2 separate regions of the Hordeum vulgare genome follow, and region 1 is linked to region 2. Evidence: chromatin contacts called from public Hi-C data. All regions are on one chromosome and are shown on one strand. The core of a region is the stretch at or near the end of the contact, and the rest is flanking DNA. Distances in the headings are between cores, read along the strand shown.

Evidence for each region. Hi-C and Micro-C count contacts between places; a contact is called where the count stands out from the background.
Region 1: a Hi-C map of seedling shows a contact between it and region 2, with 7 times the contacts expected there. The contact joins the enhancer-like site here to the promoter of LOC123402822 in region 2. A contact is called at or near these places in 2 of 6 Hi-C or Micro-C datasets (leaf and seedling) and 1 of 1 datasets of contacts at active chromatin or transcription factors (embryo).

What each region holds. Positions count from the first base shown.
Region 1 is chr6H:408,489,296-408,493,936 of MorexV3_pseudomolecules_assembly, forward strand. No RefSeq gene overlaps it. Among protein-coding and RNA genes, the nearest start is that of LOC123403589, 7.4 kb to the right of the region's middle. Within about 2 kb of position 2,301, at least 3 of the 3 cell types and tissues checked have open chromatin away from gene starts, as enhancers often do. A contact at or near this core is called in leaf and seedling, where this site is marked.
Region 2 is chr6H:408,132,234-408,136,888 of MorexV3_pseudomolecules_assembly, forward strand. LOC123402822 (ethylene-responsive transcription factor 2-like) reads right to left here and starts at 2,259. Exons shown (of 1, transcript XM_045096780.1): 1 at 765-2,259. The coding sequence starts at 1,985. The coding sequence ends at 1,146.

The DNA of each region.
Region 1 (4,641 bases), core at 1,051-3,550, 360 kb after region 2:
TGTCAGTTACTTGGACGATTCAGGTGAGACCAAGTTAATATGCCAAGGGTTTTAGGTTATTTCCCATCTTTTTGCACTTCATGGTCTTCAGGTTTTACATTGTATGTATAACAAGTCTTTTATGAACAATCAATACAATCAGTCACAGCTGAATTCCTCGAATCAAATGATTTAAGAAATACTTGCTCCGTCTCAGAATAAGTGCCGTTGATTTAGTACAGGGGAGTGTATCAGTTGTCTTGTTTTTGCCACATCTTTCTTTCCCCTTATTGTTTGTACCACAATGTGCTTACTGATAGCTTTCCAGCAATGGTTTCAATCTGTTGGAAGGCCAAGTTGGTCTGCTGACAAAGTTGGGGTCACGGGTCCCCTGCAGCCGCAGGCTTACCACTCTGGCCCTTGGCTGTTATTATGAGCTTTTAGGTGAATTTTTGTCAGTTACTTGCACGATCCAAGCGAGACCAAGTCTGCTAGTGATTCATGAAGCTGATCCGTACGCGGCATCTGCTAGCTCCAATTTAGATGTCAAAAAGACGACTACCAGCTCTAGCTGCGTCATTTGACACAGCCGAGTCTGTGCTAATAGTAATCGAGCCCCGCATATTCAGTTATTGAACACGTCGTACCGGTTGAGTGCCTGACCGAATTCCACACGATCCATGAGAGCAAGCAAACAGTACTCGTCATAAGATAATGGCACCGGGCCGGTAGTGGTTAGCTGGTTACTAGGAGTAGTATACTAAAATGAGCCCATGGTGATTCCAGCTAGTGCAGTGGAAGTGTTCCTTGTCTCACTCTGCAGGCAGCACCTGACTGAAGCAGTCAAAAACAGAGGGTCTCCCCCGAAGACCCACGACGGGCGAGCAAGTTGCCAGATAAAAGTTAGCTCTCACGCCATCTCATCTTCAGTTCCGGCTAAACAATCATCGTGGTCTGTCTCCCGTACTTAATTATGCGGCGTGTCCAAATCTCGGGATCTTCAGTTCCGGCTAAACAATCACCGGCGGGAATTCTGGCTGCCCGAAGCGATCCGCGCTGTCCGTCCGTCGCTGCGGGACAAATCCCAGCGTCAAAACGCACGAACGGATCAACCGCTTGCCGCCACCGACGCCGGTCCAAGAATGCGCTTTTTCCGGTATATACGGCCATGCTTCTTTCGTGATCACCTCCCTCTACAAGTAGACGCGGTCAGCCGAGGGTCAGGGTCAGTCAGAGAGACACCGATTTTGTGTTCATCCCATCGCGCGGTAAAAAAAACTCGTCTGGCAAATGGCAATTGGCAATTGCACCGCAAGCAGCAGATGGACATTTGCAAATGGAGATGTGAACACGTAGGTGCATCGGTGGCTCCAGAGTCCCGGAGAAGGCGGGTTGCTGGCTGGCATCGGTCTCAACTACGAGTCCGAGGTGGACCTGAGCGATGTTACTGATTATGCGTCTGTCCATGCGTTCAAAGCAATGCCGCTGTTTTACATTAAACATAAAACGCAACAGCGTGACAAGCACTCCCTTCTTTCCTGCAACACCGATAGGGCCATCTCCTCGTCCGGGATTGGTAGCGGCTCGTTACAACCCAGGCGGGCGGTGACGCGGATGCTGCCGAGATATTCCCGAAAACAAAACGAAAATGCGGGTGCCGGGCTGAGGTGATTTGGCAGGTTTTGTCACGGCGATGGCGAGTGTGTCGGCTTGTTTTTTCACCCTGCAAGTTCCGGTCGACCCATCACGCGTCCGTGTCCGTGTCTGCGCCTGTCGAATTCGGTTCGTTGGAACCTAGGGCGTCTAGTGTAACCACTCATCAGTTCCATGATAGATAGCTCAGCCCCTGTATAGGGACTGTGCCGTCGTAAAAATAATATGGTCACTGGAGGACCACGGCTAGGCGGCGATCTTTTACCGGGATTAGTTATTAAAAGCAGAGAGCGCTGCCGGTAAGCAAGCAAACGCGTCCATGCATGAACGGTGATATGATCTGGTCTGAACGTGGATGCTTCAACGGCGATCTGATCTAGCTCCGCTGCGCTGCACTGCACTGCACTGCCTAAGATTGGCATGCATGCATGGCCACGATGATGACCGAAGAAACGGAGACATCTATGCAGCGGATAAGTTTGGGAGTGTGCTCGCAGGAAACCGCGTGGCCCGACCCCGGCGGAAGAGCTGGACGAGGACGTGGTGTAGACGTGTAGTGTAGTGTAGTAGTTGGGCCCAACAATGGCTGACGTCGCAAAGTGAGGACCTGGCGCTCTGTGCCGTGCCATGCGTGTGTGGGCGCTCGGCCGGCCGGCACGCACGCACGGGTCGACCCAGCGAGATCGAGGCTTACGCACTGAAAGCGTTCGGGACCCGCGACAAAACCGGGTCCAGAACGCGAGAAAATCCGTCTGGCTCGCCGCTCGGGCCCCCGGCTCGGCCTGCCCTAAATTGGCGTCGTCTGGAGCCGTGATGCGCGGGGGGGTCGAACCGCAAACGGGGTTCGGTTCTTCTTGGCGCCTAGTCCGCCCGTTTGACATGGTCTGCCCACAAACGGGTTCCGAACCCGGTGGTATGGCAAGTCAGGTTTAACCTCGTGATTCGCGCTGGCAGTTAAACTCAACAACAGCTTCGTGCTTCCCGCCTGTCTTCGAGAAATATCTACAGAAACCACTTCGTGCTGCCTTTGAAACCGTAAGATGCCAAGGTCTCTCCACATGTTTGGGAGAAGGGAAATCCACATGCCCGATAATTGCCCATGGACAACACCTCTCTCTCTCTAAAAGGCCTGACAAGACCCCTACCGCCAGATAGAAACTGTTGGCGGTGTGCATGCATGTGTACAGGCTAAATTTCAGACCCAACCACAACCGACCTGCCTGCGGATCCGGTCATCTGGTGGGAAACGAGAAGAACACGGACGGGTACGTGTCGACCAGTTTGTGCCTGTGTGATGCGAGTAGGTAAAACTCGATATGTGATCGGCCGTGTCACCGCCCGACGACACGTACGTACGGGCGCGAGCGGCACCGTCTCATTTACTCCTCCAGCTGCCTGCGGCTGCACTCGTCGCCGTCGATCTGTGCTGATCTTCGTCTCGCGTGGAGAGAGAAATGTTGAGCACGAGTTATGTTTGGCACCACAACAAGTATGCATAAGGTCATGTTTGAAACCACAATAAATTATAATAATCTGGATTATGAAGATAGTTTATATAATCTGATTTAGAAAAATAGTCTAGGTGGGCATGTTTGGAGGCCAGATTATATAAACTGTAACTCAGGTTTTATATTGTACAATGACATGTCTGTCTTCTGTATTTCAGCTGCAAATGTAATAATCTTGGTGGACATGTTTGGAGGACGGTGACGATGGTAGTAGGTAATTATCTCCAAGTTTCTAAGGATAATGGGTCGTTAGTAATCCATAATATGATTTTAGCTGGGATAGAGTAAATTATGAGTTTTTAATAATCTGATCATTTAGTTTTTATAAACTACAATATAATCTTTCCTGTTTGAAGACATAATAGATTATAAAAACCGGATTATATAATTTGGATGGTTTCAAACAGGGCCTAAGGATACGAGACCTGTGGCAAAACTACCGCGTTAGTTTTTATAAACTACAATATAATCTTTCCTGTTTGAAGACATAATAGATTATAAAAACCGGATTATATAATTTGGATGGTTTCAAACAGGGCCTAAGGATACGAGACCTGTGGCAAACCGGTGTACGGGATGCACCCACGGATTGATGAAGGGCTGGCCAGACCGAGTCCTTTGTGCGCCGCGTTAGTTAATCGGACCAGTGATTTTGGCGGCATCTAATCTAATGTGCACGCTTATCATTGATTTTGCCTTGACACGCACGCAACAGCGCGGTAGTGACAGCTAGTGTACGCATGATGGATGATGCCTGGGCAACACGCACGGTACGAAGGCTGTACTATGGCCGACCTCTCCCAGTCCAAGTTGCGAGACCGATTAAGATCCTGATCACTTGAGGCCGGCACGGGTATCCATCGGCTAGCTCTAGTCTAGCCTAGAGTCTAGACTATAACCTGAGTGTAGCGGACCGAGTCCGCTTCTGCTTATCTGCGCATGGCTGGCCGCTTCGGGTCCCGCTCACCACCTTTGCTTTCCTAACCGACCGATAAGTAGTTCCCTATTATATGTGCAAAGAGCGCTTATTTCAGTTATTGTACCCACTCTAATTCATATGATTTGAAGCTGATTTAGTATATACTCCTTTCATTCTTAAGGGCATGTTTGGTTCCCAGCCACACTTTGCCAAATCAAAATTTGGCAGCCACAGTTTAGTTGACATATGTTTGGTTTTTGCCACACTTTGGCTTGTCACACTTTATTGTTTCTATGGCCCATTTGTCATAGAGTCAAAAATTTTACCAACGTTTGCCAAAGTTTGGCATTCGTTTTTTCAGCCACACTTTATGGCTTGCCACACTTTGATGGCTTGCCATACTTTGGCTTGGCAAAATTAGTCTTCAACCAAACAGATCCTAAATGTAAGTCTTTCTGGATATTTCAATAAAAACTATATACGAAGCAAAATGAAAGAATCTACACTTTAAAACATGTATATCTACATTCATATGTTGATCGAAATGAAACCCCTAAAAAGACTTACATTCAGAAACAAAGG
Region 2 (4,655 bases), core at 1,009-3,508:
AAAAAAGCTGCTGACATGTAAGTGCGCGACAGCTGATTTGGACGGCGACCAAACCCAAAGCATCCTTCGTCACACTACCAAGGGCGCACCTCTTAACCATGGATAAACACAAGGTTATCTCTTTCTCTAATCGTGTGTTCATATATATTACCCCTCCGTTCTTAAATATAAGTCTTTTTACAAGTTTCATTAAGAGACTATATATGGATGTATATAACATACTTTAAAGTGTAGATTATTCACTCATTTTGCTCCGTATATAGTCATTTAGTGAAATCTTTTAAAAGACTTATATTTAGGAACGGAGGGAGTACTTCCTTTATAAACTAATATAAGTGATCTAAACTTTTTTATATTAGTTTATAGAGGGAGTATAATATATCCAGGCGTGATCAAAATGATATCTTGACTCCTTTGTGCCTCGCTTCAAAGTTGATGATTACCTAAACGGCACAAAGCAAGCAAAGCAACGCTAGTTTAATCCGCAAGTGCGTGTTAGCCTCGCCCCTGCCGCATCGTATTTCACGTTTGTTTAATTCAGCGAGGGCCGCTAGTGGTCCACTGGAATTCTGGATTGGCCTTCAGGTCTCTGTCCGTTGACAAAACCTTCCGGCTAATCGTGCCGTGCATCGCCTCTCGTCCCAGTTTTTTAACAGTCAAAAACATGTGCTCCTTCCCGGTCTCAACGCAGACATTTCTTCATTCGTCGATGTATATTCTTCTCTGGTAGTATTAAACTATCATATCAAAGTGAAACCTGCAAATTTAAAAGGAATCACTCACTTATCGTAGTACCAAACAGCAGTTGAACAAAGAAGATTCTCCATTGGAGAAGAGAACGGTCATGCAAGTTTTGCGACTGCACCCTCACCACCTCTTACAAACCGGCTTCCAGAATTCCACTGCACCCACTTGCTAGTTGCTACTGTGCCGACGCCACTAACTCTAGCGACAAGTTTCACACGGAACCACACAAACTTCACAATGGCGTGGCGTGGCGTGGCGCGGCGCGTAATTGCCTCCAACTGGTCGCAGTTTCTTTGATCGACGCATTACGCCATTGACCCGTGGAGATGCCCTGTTCCTCTCCTCCATTTGCTCAACGCATGAAGCTCATGAGAACGACCACTGATTGCTTCGCCGCTTCAGCTCACTAGCTGCTGGACGGCGCCGGTGGCGAGCCACGGCTGGGCTGGGAGGATGAGCTGGACCGGAGCCTGCACCGGCGTGGGCGGCACCAGAGCCATGGCCATGGACGCTGCCGCCGCCTCGCCTCTCTTCCTCCGCTTCGACGACCCGGGCGCGCTGGAGGAGGGAGAAGCAGAGTCGGAGCTCGCAGGCTCGGGAGACGCGCGCTTCTGACCCGCGGCTGCTGCTGCGGCGGCGATCTCGGAGCCGATGCGGAGCGGGAAGTTGAGGAGCGCGCGGGAGCCGCGCATGCGGTAGGCGGCGCGGTCGTACGCCACGGCGGCGTCCTCGGCGCTGTCAAAGGTGCCGAGCCACACGCGCGCGCCGTTCTTGGCCGGGTCCCGGATCTCCGCCGCGAACTTGCCCCACGGCCGCTGCCTCACGCCTCTGAAGTGCCTCCCCCTCGATGCCGTCGCCGCCACCTCGGCCTCCTCCGTCCACGTTGCCGTCGACGCCGCCTCGTCCGGCGTGGCGGGCCCGGGCGACGCGAGGAAGCTGCCGAGGCAGGAGCCGTCGTACGGGTCAGGGGAAGGCAGGGGCTCGGGCTTGACGGCGGCGAAGGAGCCGTCGGGGAGCCAGCCGCAAGAGAAGGCGTCGCGGAGGGCGCCGTAGACGACCATGTCGTCGGCGTCGTTGGGCCGGAACGGGAGCGACTCGCTCCACTGGTCCGCCACGAGGCTGCCGAAGCTCGCGCTCCGGCAGTACGCAGGCCGCGCCGGCGCCGTCGGCTCCTCCAGGAGCTGCTGCCGGATGCTGTCCAGCACCGCCGCCTCGACCGCCGGATTAAGCAGCAGCATCTTGTCCGGTGTAGTCGCGTTTGGTCCTAGGATGATTTGAGTTTGCTCTTCGAATTCGCGGGTCAGTGGATGGATTCTGTGGAGGAGCTGGTTTCGGTCCCCGGTTTATATACAGAGCGCGGAAGGGTGTCACGTGCTTCCAGTTTCGCCGAACGTTCCTGCTTTAACCGCACGTGATTGGATTCTTTTTTTTCTTATCGTTTTGGAAGATGGTGATGGTGTAGTGGATTAGTGGAGTACTCACGCTAACATAAGTATCAACGAGTTTACTAACTACTCCTTCATTTCTTTTGAGGTAATAGCATTGGGATACTAGAACTTGTTAGCAATGTGATGGTTTGATCCTAAAAGTAGCAAAGTGCACCTATTTCATCCTAGAACTTGCACCTCTTGTGCACTTTTAGTCCACAGCCACTCACAGCGCGCCAAGTGGACAGAGTGGGGCAGTCTTGGTTGTTTTGCAAAGTAGCCCTTCCCTTTGTCAGTTATTAGTGTGTTGTTGCTATTTGAGAAACACCTGCATTTAATAAACCTAGTAACTACTGTTGGAACAACGGGAGCAGTGTCTCTTTCTCCCTCGTGCGGTCGATGCTTCCTCTCTGTTCTATCGTTCTTCTCCCTCGTGCGCCCCCTTTTTGTTGGGGAACGTTGCATGGGAAACAAAAAATTTCCTACGCGCACGAAGACCTATCATGGTGATGTCCATCTATGAGAGGGGATTTCCGATCTACGTACCCTTGTAGATCGCACAGCAGAAGCGTTAAGAAACGCGGTTGATGTAGTGGAACGTCCTCACGTCCCTCGATCCGCCCCGCGAACTGTCCCACGAACCGTCCCACGATCCGTCCCACGATCCGTTCCGATCTAGTGCCGAACGGACGGCACCTCCGCGTTCAGCACACGTACACCTCGACGATGATCTCGGCCTTCTTGATCCAGCAAGAGAGACGGAGAGGTAGATGAGTTCTCCGGCAGCGTGACGGCGCTCCGGAGGTTGGTGGTGATCTAATCTCAGCAGGGCTCCGCCCGAGCTCCGCACAAACGCGATCTAGAGGTAAAACCGTGGAGGTATGTGGTCGGGCTGCCGTGGCAAAAGTTGTCTCAAATCAACCATAAAACCCCACTATATATAGGAGGGAGGGAGGGGAGGAGGCAGCCTCAAAACCTAAAGGTTTGGCCGAAATTGGAGGTGGAGGAGTCCTACTCCAATCCTACTTGGAGTAGGATTCCACCTTCCCACTTGGAAACTCTTTCCACCTTGTGTTTTTTCCTTCTCAAACCTTATGGGCCTTAGTGGAACTTATTTCAGCCCACTAGGGGCTGATTTATCTCTTCCCATAGCCCATGAGACCCCTTGGGGCGTGACACCCCTCCTGATGGTCCCCGGCACCCCTCCCGGCACTCCCAGTACACTACCGATGAGCCCGAAACTTTTCCGGTAATGCACGAAAACCTTCCGGTAACCAAATGAGGTCATCCTATATATCAATCTTCGTTTCCGGACCATTCCGGAAACCCTCGTGACGTCCGTGATCTCATCCGGGACTCCGAACAACATTTGGAACCAACCATATAACTCAAATACGCATAAAACAACGTCGAACCTTAAGTGTGCAGACCCGAGAGACTCCTCGGTCAATATCCAATAGCGGGACCTGGATGCCCATATTGGATCCTACATATTCTACGAAGATCTTATCGTTTGAACCTAGGTGCCAAGGATTCATATAATCCCGTATGCCATTCCCTTTGTCCTTCGGTATGTTACTTGCCCGAGATTCGATCATCAGTATCCGTATACCTATTTCAATCTCGTTTACCGGCAAGTCTCTTTACTCATTCCGTAATACAAGATCCCGCAACTTACACTAAGTCACATTGCTTGCAAGGCTTGTGTGTGATGTTGTATTACCGAGTGGGCCCCGAGATACCTCTCCGTCATACGGAGTGACAAATCCGAGTCTCGATCCATACTAACTCAACGAACACCTTCGGAGATACCTGTAGAGCATCTTTATAGTCACCCAGTTACGTTGCAACGTTTGATACACACAAAGCATTCCTCCGGTGTTAGTGAGTTATATGATCTCATGGTCATAGGAACAAATACTTGACACGCAGAAAACAGTAGCAACAAAATGACACGATCAACATGCTACGTCTATTAGTTTGGGTCTAGTCCATCACATGATTCTCCTAATGATGTGATCCCGTTATCAAGTGACAACACTTGCCTATGGTCAGGAAACCTTGACCATCTTTGATCAACGAGCTAGTCAACTAGAGGCTTACTAGGGACAGTATTTTGTCTATGTATCCACACATGCACTGTGTTTCCAATCAATACAATTATAGCATGGATAATAAACGATTATCATGAACAAAGAAATATAATAATAACTTATTTATTATTGCCTCTAGGGCATATTTCCAACACTTTTCCTCTCTGTTCTTTCCCTCTGCTTCCTCGCGCGCGGCAGCTTATCTTCGGGTCATGGCGTCGCCGGAGTTCTTCGGCGGCCGGGAACCGCCTGCGTCGACACACCTCGTCCGGCCGCCCTCTGTGTACCCCCCAGATTATGGTAGGTCTCTTCTCCCTCGTTATCTCCTCCTCACTCTTTGGTTTGCTGCTGTTAGGTCTCTTCTCCCTTGTTAGTACATCTGATTCAT